2 separate regions of the Mus musculus genome follow, and region 2 is linked to region 1. The links are chromatin contacts, called in public Hi-C maps. All regions are on one chromosome and are shown on one strand. The core of a region is the stretch at or near the end of the contact, and the rest is flanking DNA. Distances in the headings are between cores, read along the strand shown.

Region 1 (3,783 bases), core at 937-3,436:
ATATTTGAGTATTTTTAGGGAGCATTTTACCGAGACAAAATGGCACTTCAGGAAAGCATTCAAAACAAGGGACCATCCAGCAAATTGCAACTCTGATCTATGCATTGAGCAGACTCCTCAGACCATGCGTACACCAAAATTAAAGCTGTGGGCTCTAAGTTGAACATCACGGTGACCTCACTTTGGCCTGTCCCTGCCCCTCTCTCTGGCTCCAGTGTCTTCCTGAATGCTGCAGTTGTGGTCCCCAAAGTACCGAAAAGAACTCATTTCAGATGCTAGATCTGTTCATCTGCACACTAGAAACTTGCTCTTCACAGTGTCTTTGGTGCACAGGCAAGCACATGCACAGCTCTTATGCATATTTGCAATGTTTTCTTATTTGCATGTTTTTACACATAACAGTTTTTGGACCCTGAGATGACTCACTAAGTGAACGGTGTGGGACTTCCATCCTCTGCCCTCAGCTTTGACTTCTTTGGGCCTAGACTCTTCCGGGTTGTCTGCCCCAGCCAACGAAGCCGTTTATACCTCGTGATGGACCAGGAAATGGGAAACTGTTTTGTACAGCTCATTTTCCCCCTCCTCCAAGCTCCCACATTTTCTGCTGTTTTATTTAGAAATCACGGCAATTTGGCTCATGAACATCGTAGCCTCAGCTCCAGTCAGCCAGCTCTACTTATGGTGCTCTCTGAACTGAGCCAGCAACCATGTGACCGACCGGCTGCTATTCGCACTAACCAAGATTGCAGTACCCTGGGTCCACAGTCACCCACCACCCCCAACTCAGGGGCCTTTCCTGGAAGTATTTTAGAAATGCCAGCCCTGGCCCCACCCAAGACCTCAAGATCCCCAGAGGGCAGGTATGCAATAAGGCTGTGTGAGGTAACCCCTAACGGTCATGTTACTGTGGGAAGTGGTCTTGGAGTCCAGCACGCCAAGTATTCCTATAGGCTGCAAATGCCCTACAGGGAAGAGAGTTTAATCAGGTTTCTAACGAAGATGGAAGCATCAGCCTTTTGTGGATATCTTTCACAGTTTAAAAGAAAAAGATGAAAAAGAATCATATGTGTGCATATGCGAGTGTGTATGTGAATGTGAATGTGCACCTGAGTATTGCTGCTTTGGAGGACAGTGGCTTTAGACTCCCTGGAGCTGGAGATACAGGCAACTGTGAGCCACTCTATGTGGGTGCTGGGAACTGAACCCAGGTCCTCTGCAAGAGCAGCAAGAGCTCCTGACTATGGAGACATCTCTCTACTTCCCTTGTTTGTGTTTTACTGTGATCATCTACAAACAACAAAAAAGTTACTGTTAGCAGAAACACTATTACTATTACGGACACACTATCTTTTAGGAGAGATGAGCTCAGAGAGGGGAATCAGGCAGGATCTCATTTGGACTTGGGTGATTGGTCACACGAAGAGTAGGCTTCCAGACAAGGTCCAGGGTCTCAGAGCATATGGGGCATTTGATTCTCTTTAGAATGTTTAGCTGAACTGTTCTGTCAAGGAATTCTAGAGCAGATCCAAAGAATTACAGGAGACAATAGTTTTGTGCAGTGGTTTTAAAGACCTGCTTGGTTGGCATCAGGGCAGGGCAGTAAGATAACTTCTGATTACTGACCACGTGTAGCCTGGCTGACTGGCAAGTGACTTCGATGGTCCTGAGTGACCCTGTGACTGGCAAAGGAGAAGCTGGTGACTCTGGAGATGGAAGTAGGAGGTGGATCTAACTCAGAGAGGCAGCTATGCTGGGTCTGGAGTCATGTAACTCAGAAATGCACCCTACCAGCAGGTTCACAGGACACCAGAGCAGGAAGGGCTTTGCTCTGTCTACCCACCCAAGGATGTCACATCTGACCTTCAGAAGCCACAAGGACACTGAGAGGAGAGCAATACAGGCCCAGACTGACCTACCCAACCCTGTAACCTTGTTAGGACTTGAGGTGGGCTAACCCTAGTTGAGAAACAGTGGAAAGCAAAATGGTTTCCACAGAAGCATCTGTTGGTGAGGAAAGAGAATTGCAGAAGGATGTTTGTTTGAAAAGCATTAAAATTCAACCTTTGGAGAAGAAAGACCAAAGCCCTGAGACCACTTAAGGTTACTGGTTTGTGACTCATGACTTTGCATAAAAGGAGAAAGTGCCCCGAATGTCCTAGCAGGTTATGGGGAAATGAAACTGAGCAAGGCCTCCTGACTCAGGCTCAGCAACTTCCTTTAAAGTCAGAAGTTAGAGCAGCCCAAGGGAGACCTTGCCTTTACTGAGTTTCCTTGTCACTCTGGACTTTGTCTGTGACACTTGTGGGCCATCTGAGGATCCTGGGGACTCTGCCATTCTAGCATCCAAGAGTCTCTTACAGAGAACTCAAAGGTGACCTGTCCCATACATTAAGGACAAGCAGGTATTATGATATGAATATAAACTCTACTGTTGATAGTCCTGAGAGCAGAAATGTCCAACTGTGCTGAGTTATTAGGACAGAGGTTCCTGCCTGAGTTACTTGTCTTGTTTCTGAGACTAGATGCCCAGCAAAGACAAACTGAAAAAGGGAGGGCTATGTTAGCTCAAGTTCTAGAGGGGATACCACCATCATGGTGGGAAGGCCTGGCGGCAGAATGACGAAGCTGGTCATGTTCCCATCCACAGTCAGTAAGTGGAGAGAGAGGAATGCTGGTGTTCAGCTTGCTTCTTCCTTCTCTTCAGTTCTGGATCCCAGATCCTGGGATGGTGCTGTCCACACTCAGAGTGGGCTTTCCCACCTCAGTTGATCCATCCTCTCTAGAAAAAGACACGCTCCGAAGTTTTTCTCCTAGATGATTTTAAACTCTTTCTGGTTGACAATCAAGAGTACTGTATTCATGAGACCACCATGATTGAATCTGGGTAGCTTTATAGGGAAAGGAAAAGGGACACAGAGAGATATGCACACAATACACATCTACTCCTGCCGTGGGAGATGTACCTGGGGAGCCCTGTCAGAGCCTGTGCTGTGCTGTTTGGACTTCTGCCGCTATGGACAAAAGCAATGCCTCTTTTCATATATATGTGTGTGTGTGTGTGTGTGTGTGTGTGTGTGTGTGTGTGTATGTGTGTGTGTGTGCATGCACACATTTGCATGTGTGCACATGAAACATGTTGTGTGCAGGCGCATGTGTGGGGACCCATATGTATAGCATGCATGAAGAGGTCAAAGGACAGCCTCTGGGGTTGATACCTGGACACCTTCTGCCTTTTGTTTGAGATAGCATCTCTCACTGGCCTGGAACATTGCCATATAGACTAGGCTAGTTGGCCTGTGAATCCACCTCCCATCTTGTCCTCACTGGAATCAGAGGCATGTACCACCACATCTGGCTTTCACAGGAGTTCTCTAGATCTAAACTTAGATCCTTGAACTTGTAAGGCAAGTGCTTTACAGACAGAGGCACCCCTCCAGTCCACTTAATTTCTTTATTAAATACTTTGTTTCTGGTATTTTGCTATAGTGTTAAATGGACTAATCCAGTGACTATCATGCTTCTCTACCCAGAAGCCCTTGTTCTCTGTCTGCTTGGGTCTTGTGACTCCATGAGAATGAGAGTTGGTGTTTGAATAAACTAAGGAATCAAGAAAGGGGAAGGGGAATGTCCAATGGCCAAGAAGACAGCACCTGTGAAAGTGACCGATGACATCACCAGCACTGAAAGAGCGGAGGGAACTGCACATTATACTGCAACCACTTCCCGTCACCAACGGAACCCAGAACGGCTGCTTTGCAAGCCCACAGCAGGAGAGGCGAACCT
Region 2 (3,871 bases), core at 410-2,909, 180 kb after region 1:
AGCTATCTGTTTCTTGGTCTGTCCAGATGTAGAGAGCTACCTCCTCCTGTTCCTGCCACTGTGAATGATGCTACTCCATGGGCCATGTCTTTGCCACCATGCTGGACTGGAAGCCATGACTCAAACCCTCCTCACTCAAGTGCCTTCTGTCAAGCATTTTGTCACTGGATAAGAAAAATCAGTTATAAGTTGTCCCCTGGATCAAGGATGGCACAGAGTTGAAAGGCAGCAGGGACAGGTTGAGAAAAGGAGCAGTGGAAGGGGAACTAGATGGAGAAGTTTGTGGGAGGGAGGCAGGGGAAGCCATTGGGAAGAGAGGGACGTAGAGATGAGACACACTGACTTGGGAAAGCCCAGTTGTCTCTCTCCTTGCCTCTCACCTTCTTCAGCATAGCACCTCCAGTCTAGCCTAGCCAGCTTAGTCTCTAACCTTCTGCCTTCTAACTCTCTGAACAGTATACTCCACTTCTTCACATAACATCAGACTTGCCACTTTACAAGTTTACAGTAAGACAACTTTTAATTGTAAAGTTTTAAAGGATTACATGACTTTTCATTCTGATTCAAAATGTCAGCCCAACCTCACACTGTCCATGCCCCAGATTTACCTCATTAATATAGTAGTTTGTTCAGTGATGATAAAATATTCTTGTGCAGCTGTCTCCAGAAGTTTTCATCTGATAAGACTGAGGCTCACTCTCCATTAAACAACACTCTCTAGACCACTGCCAGACTCTGGCAACCATTCTACCTTAGAACTCAACCAATCACTATTTGTCCTTCTTTAACAAACTCTATCTATCTATCTATCTATCTATCTATCTATCTATCTATCTATCTATCTATCTATCTATCTATCTATTATCTATCTTTCCATAATATCTTCATGCTTTGCCCATTTTGCAATATCAGAATTCCTTTCCTTTTGCAAGGCTAACCGTGGTGGTTTGAATGGGAACTGTTCCCCCTACAGGCTCGGGCATTTGGACACTTGGTCCTCAATTGGTGGCACTGTTTGGAGGGGTTTAGAAGGTGTAGCCTTTCTGGAAGAAGTCACTGGAAGTAGGCTTTGAGAGTTTATAGTTTCACCTGGCTTCCCCATCTATTTCTTGCCTGTGATTGAGGATATGAGTTCTCAGCTTCCTGCTCTAGTCACTATGTCTGCCTGCTGCCATGTCTGCCCACCATGATGGAATCTTATTACCCTTTGGGAACCAGAAACCAAATGAACTCTTCTATCTATAAGTTGCCTGATATGGTGTTTTATCGCGGCAACAGGAAAGTTGCTAACACATTTACAAACACTCTACTGAATAGAAACTCACCTCACTCTCCTCTTGTTTATCCACTCATCCATCACTAGATACTAGGCTAGCTCCACCTTTTTTTGAGATTGTGAATAATAAAGTTGTATGTGGAGGGTGAGGAATTGAACAACCTCTTTCATCAGGCATAGTACTGTCTCTCCTTGAAATAATTTTTAAACTCATTTCTTTACTAAACAGGTCACCCTGAGAATTTTTTTAATGATGATAAATATTTGTTGTGCTGATTTCCCAGTCCACTCGATACCCTATCGCTGACTTAGCCAATGTCTGCAGGCATCCAGGCTAGTGACTGCTTGGGATTCATTACAGCCTCATGACTCAGACCAGTGACTCATCCTTCTGTCAAGAAAGTGTTAACTGGACAAAAAGAATTTGACTCACACAAGTTCTTGGTCTGAGTCATGAAGACAAACCTCACCAGTGATTTCACACTTGTTATATTTAGACTTTTATGACTCGATTCCATTTTATTTTACTTTATTCTACTTATACACACCACACACACACACATTCACACACACAGATATACACATACATATGTGTCTCTGTGTTGTTTTACACACACAAAGACACACACATATTTATACACAGAGAGGGTGTTTTCTGTAATTTTCAAGCTGAAGTCAAATTGTCTGAACTTTCAAGATTTTCCTGCTCATTGTATACACACACAAAGCCTATTATCAGTCTAATGAAGTGGGCTGAGCTTCTGAGGAAAGGGGAAGGCTAATTAAAACCAAGGATGGTTTTATATGCACCCTCAGGTCTGTTTTGAAGAAAATCTCATCTCAGAGCAAATTGGCCATCAAGAATTAGGGAAGTAAAGATCAGCTGATGGAGCATTGATAATGGAAGGTTTACAGTCCTATGTCCTTAACATACGTACCAAGACACGGCCATCGCATCAGCTCTCATATAGAGAATGAAACACAAGACTGAGACATTCCTTTTTTGGCATAACTATCATTAGGAGTCTATGCCCATCCTGAATTCTGGCCAAACTGGTGTCCTGACCCAACCTAAGCACATAAGAACATTCTCCATTCCAATGTTTTTCTACTACATCCTTCCAACCAGTTAAGTTCCCTCCAAGCCTTCCTTGACACTCCTTGACAAGATTCCTCCAGTCCCTGCCTCCTTTCTTATGGCTCCCAGCTGAAGCAAAGAGTTTATTAGGATTTATCACCCTGACATATCATTCTCACACTCTGCTCCAAACACACACACGTACATACACACACACACACACACACACACACACACACAGACTTCCACATATATACTAGAGAATAGTATGGGCTCCATCAAACTCTAGCACCAGTCATGACAAGGTCATATAAAATATTTCCTGTTTTTTTCAACCTGACTTGAACCATCTGGCAGGATCTCACATCCTCAGCCACACTGTTTGTGCCACACTGTCGCTATCTGCATTGTAAGTAATCAGTGATATTGCCTGCCTGCCTCAGGCCCAAGGGACATCTGGAAGAGGACCAGACAGGGACACAGAAGGACAAGGAAAGATTCTCAGGAGAATAAAATAAGAACATTGCATGTTTAAACCTTGTGCACATCTTATGCACTGGCTTCAGAACAAGGGTGAGAACAAAAGCCGGTTCTTTTGATAGAAGTCAAATTACCAAGCCAGACAGAAAAACAAACTCACGGATATCTGTCAATCAAACCAGGCCATAATTGCTATGTGAGCCTGCTTTTATTATTATTATTGTTTGTATCTGGAGAGTTGAGGTCATATATTAACACATTAATTGAAATTTTGGTCATAATTATCATGTATTAAGCTGTTGATTACATGGTTGCATTTTGAATTTTTTAATTGGTTTGTTTCAATTGATAAAAGGTAATTTGTTTGGGGAAGATGCTTCAAGTTATGTATTTAATTATCATTGAATAGATAATTAATATAGAGTAGCAATAGTAAACAATGGCTATGGTAATTATCAGGGAATACACACATTTATACAAATAGGACAAATGAATGTTCTCTCTCAGGTTGCTTTGGTCTTGCTCTGTGCTGTGGTGCTGGCCCACAGACTTCACAGACCTAATTAGTGACATCTCTGTCTCATTCACTTCCTCTGATTTGAAGGAGCTAGAAAGCTCTGAGGACAATGAACATCCTAAGAGCTGCATCATAGCTGCCATCCCCTTTTGCAGACAGCTCAGAGCGTGTTCCTGCATCCTCTGTCTATGCTCAGAATTCCCATAGTACTTGATAGATTTTTTTTTTTTTTTTGGTATGTATGCCTGTGTGTGCACACACATATGTGTGGTGTGCCAAAGATCCCATCAGGTGCCTTTCTACTTCCAACCTTGATTTTGAGACAGGGTCTCTCACTGATCCTAGAACTCACCATATGAGGCAGGTTGGCTAGCAAACTCCCAGAATCCTCCTGTGCCTTCTCATTGCATCCAGCCTTAGGGTTGCAGGAGTGTGCCACCATGCGGTTTTTATAGGGGTGTTGAGGATCCATTCTGGATCCTCATGCTTGCTCAGAAGCCACCTTACCTACTCAGCCATC

What was found. A called contact is a pair of places that touch in the nucleus more often than the background predicts.
Region 2: a Hi-C map of bone marrow-derived macrophages shows a contact between it and region 1, with 2.7 times the contacts expected there. The contact joins two enhancer-like sites. A contact is called at or near these places in 3 of 484 Hi-C or Micro-C datasets (bone marrow-derived macrophages and trophoblast stem cells) and 2 of 115 datasets of contacts at active chromatin or transcription factors (embryonic basal ganglia and embryonic stem cells).

The regions. Positions count from the first base shown.
Region 1 is chr14:64,183,890-64,187,672 of GRCm38.p6, forward strand. The region is part of intron 5 of Msra (methionine sulfoxide reductase A); the gene reads right to left. Among named protein-coding and RNA genes, the nearest start is that of Gm52129, 14 kb to the right of the region's middle. Within about 2 kb of position 2,187, at least 74 of the 459 cell types and tissues checked have an H3K27ac peak or open chromatin away from gene starts, as enhancers often do. A contact at or near this core is called in bone marrow-derived macrophages, where this site is marked.
Region 2 is chr14:64,366,767-64,370,637 of GRCm38.p6, forward strand. All of the region lies in intron 1 of Msra (methionine sulfoxide reductase A), which reads right to left. Among named protein-coding and RNA genes, the nearest start is that of Gm52130, 38 kb to the right of the region's middle. Within about 2 kb of position 1,660, at least 58 of the 459 cell types and tissues checked have an H3K27ac peak or open chromatin away from gene starts, as enhancers often do. A contact at or near this core is called in bone marrow-derived macrophages, where this site is marked.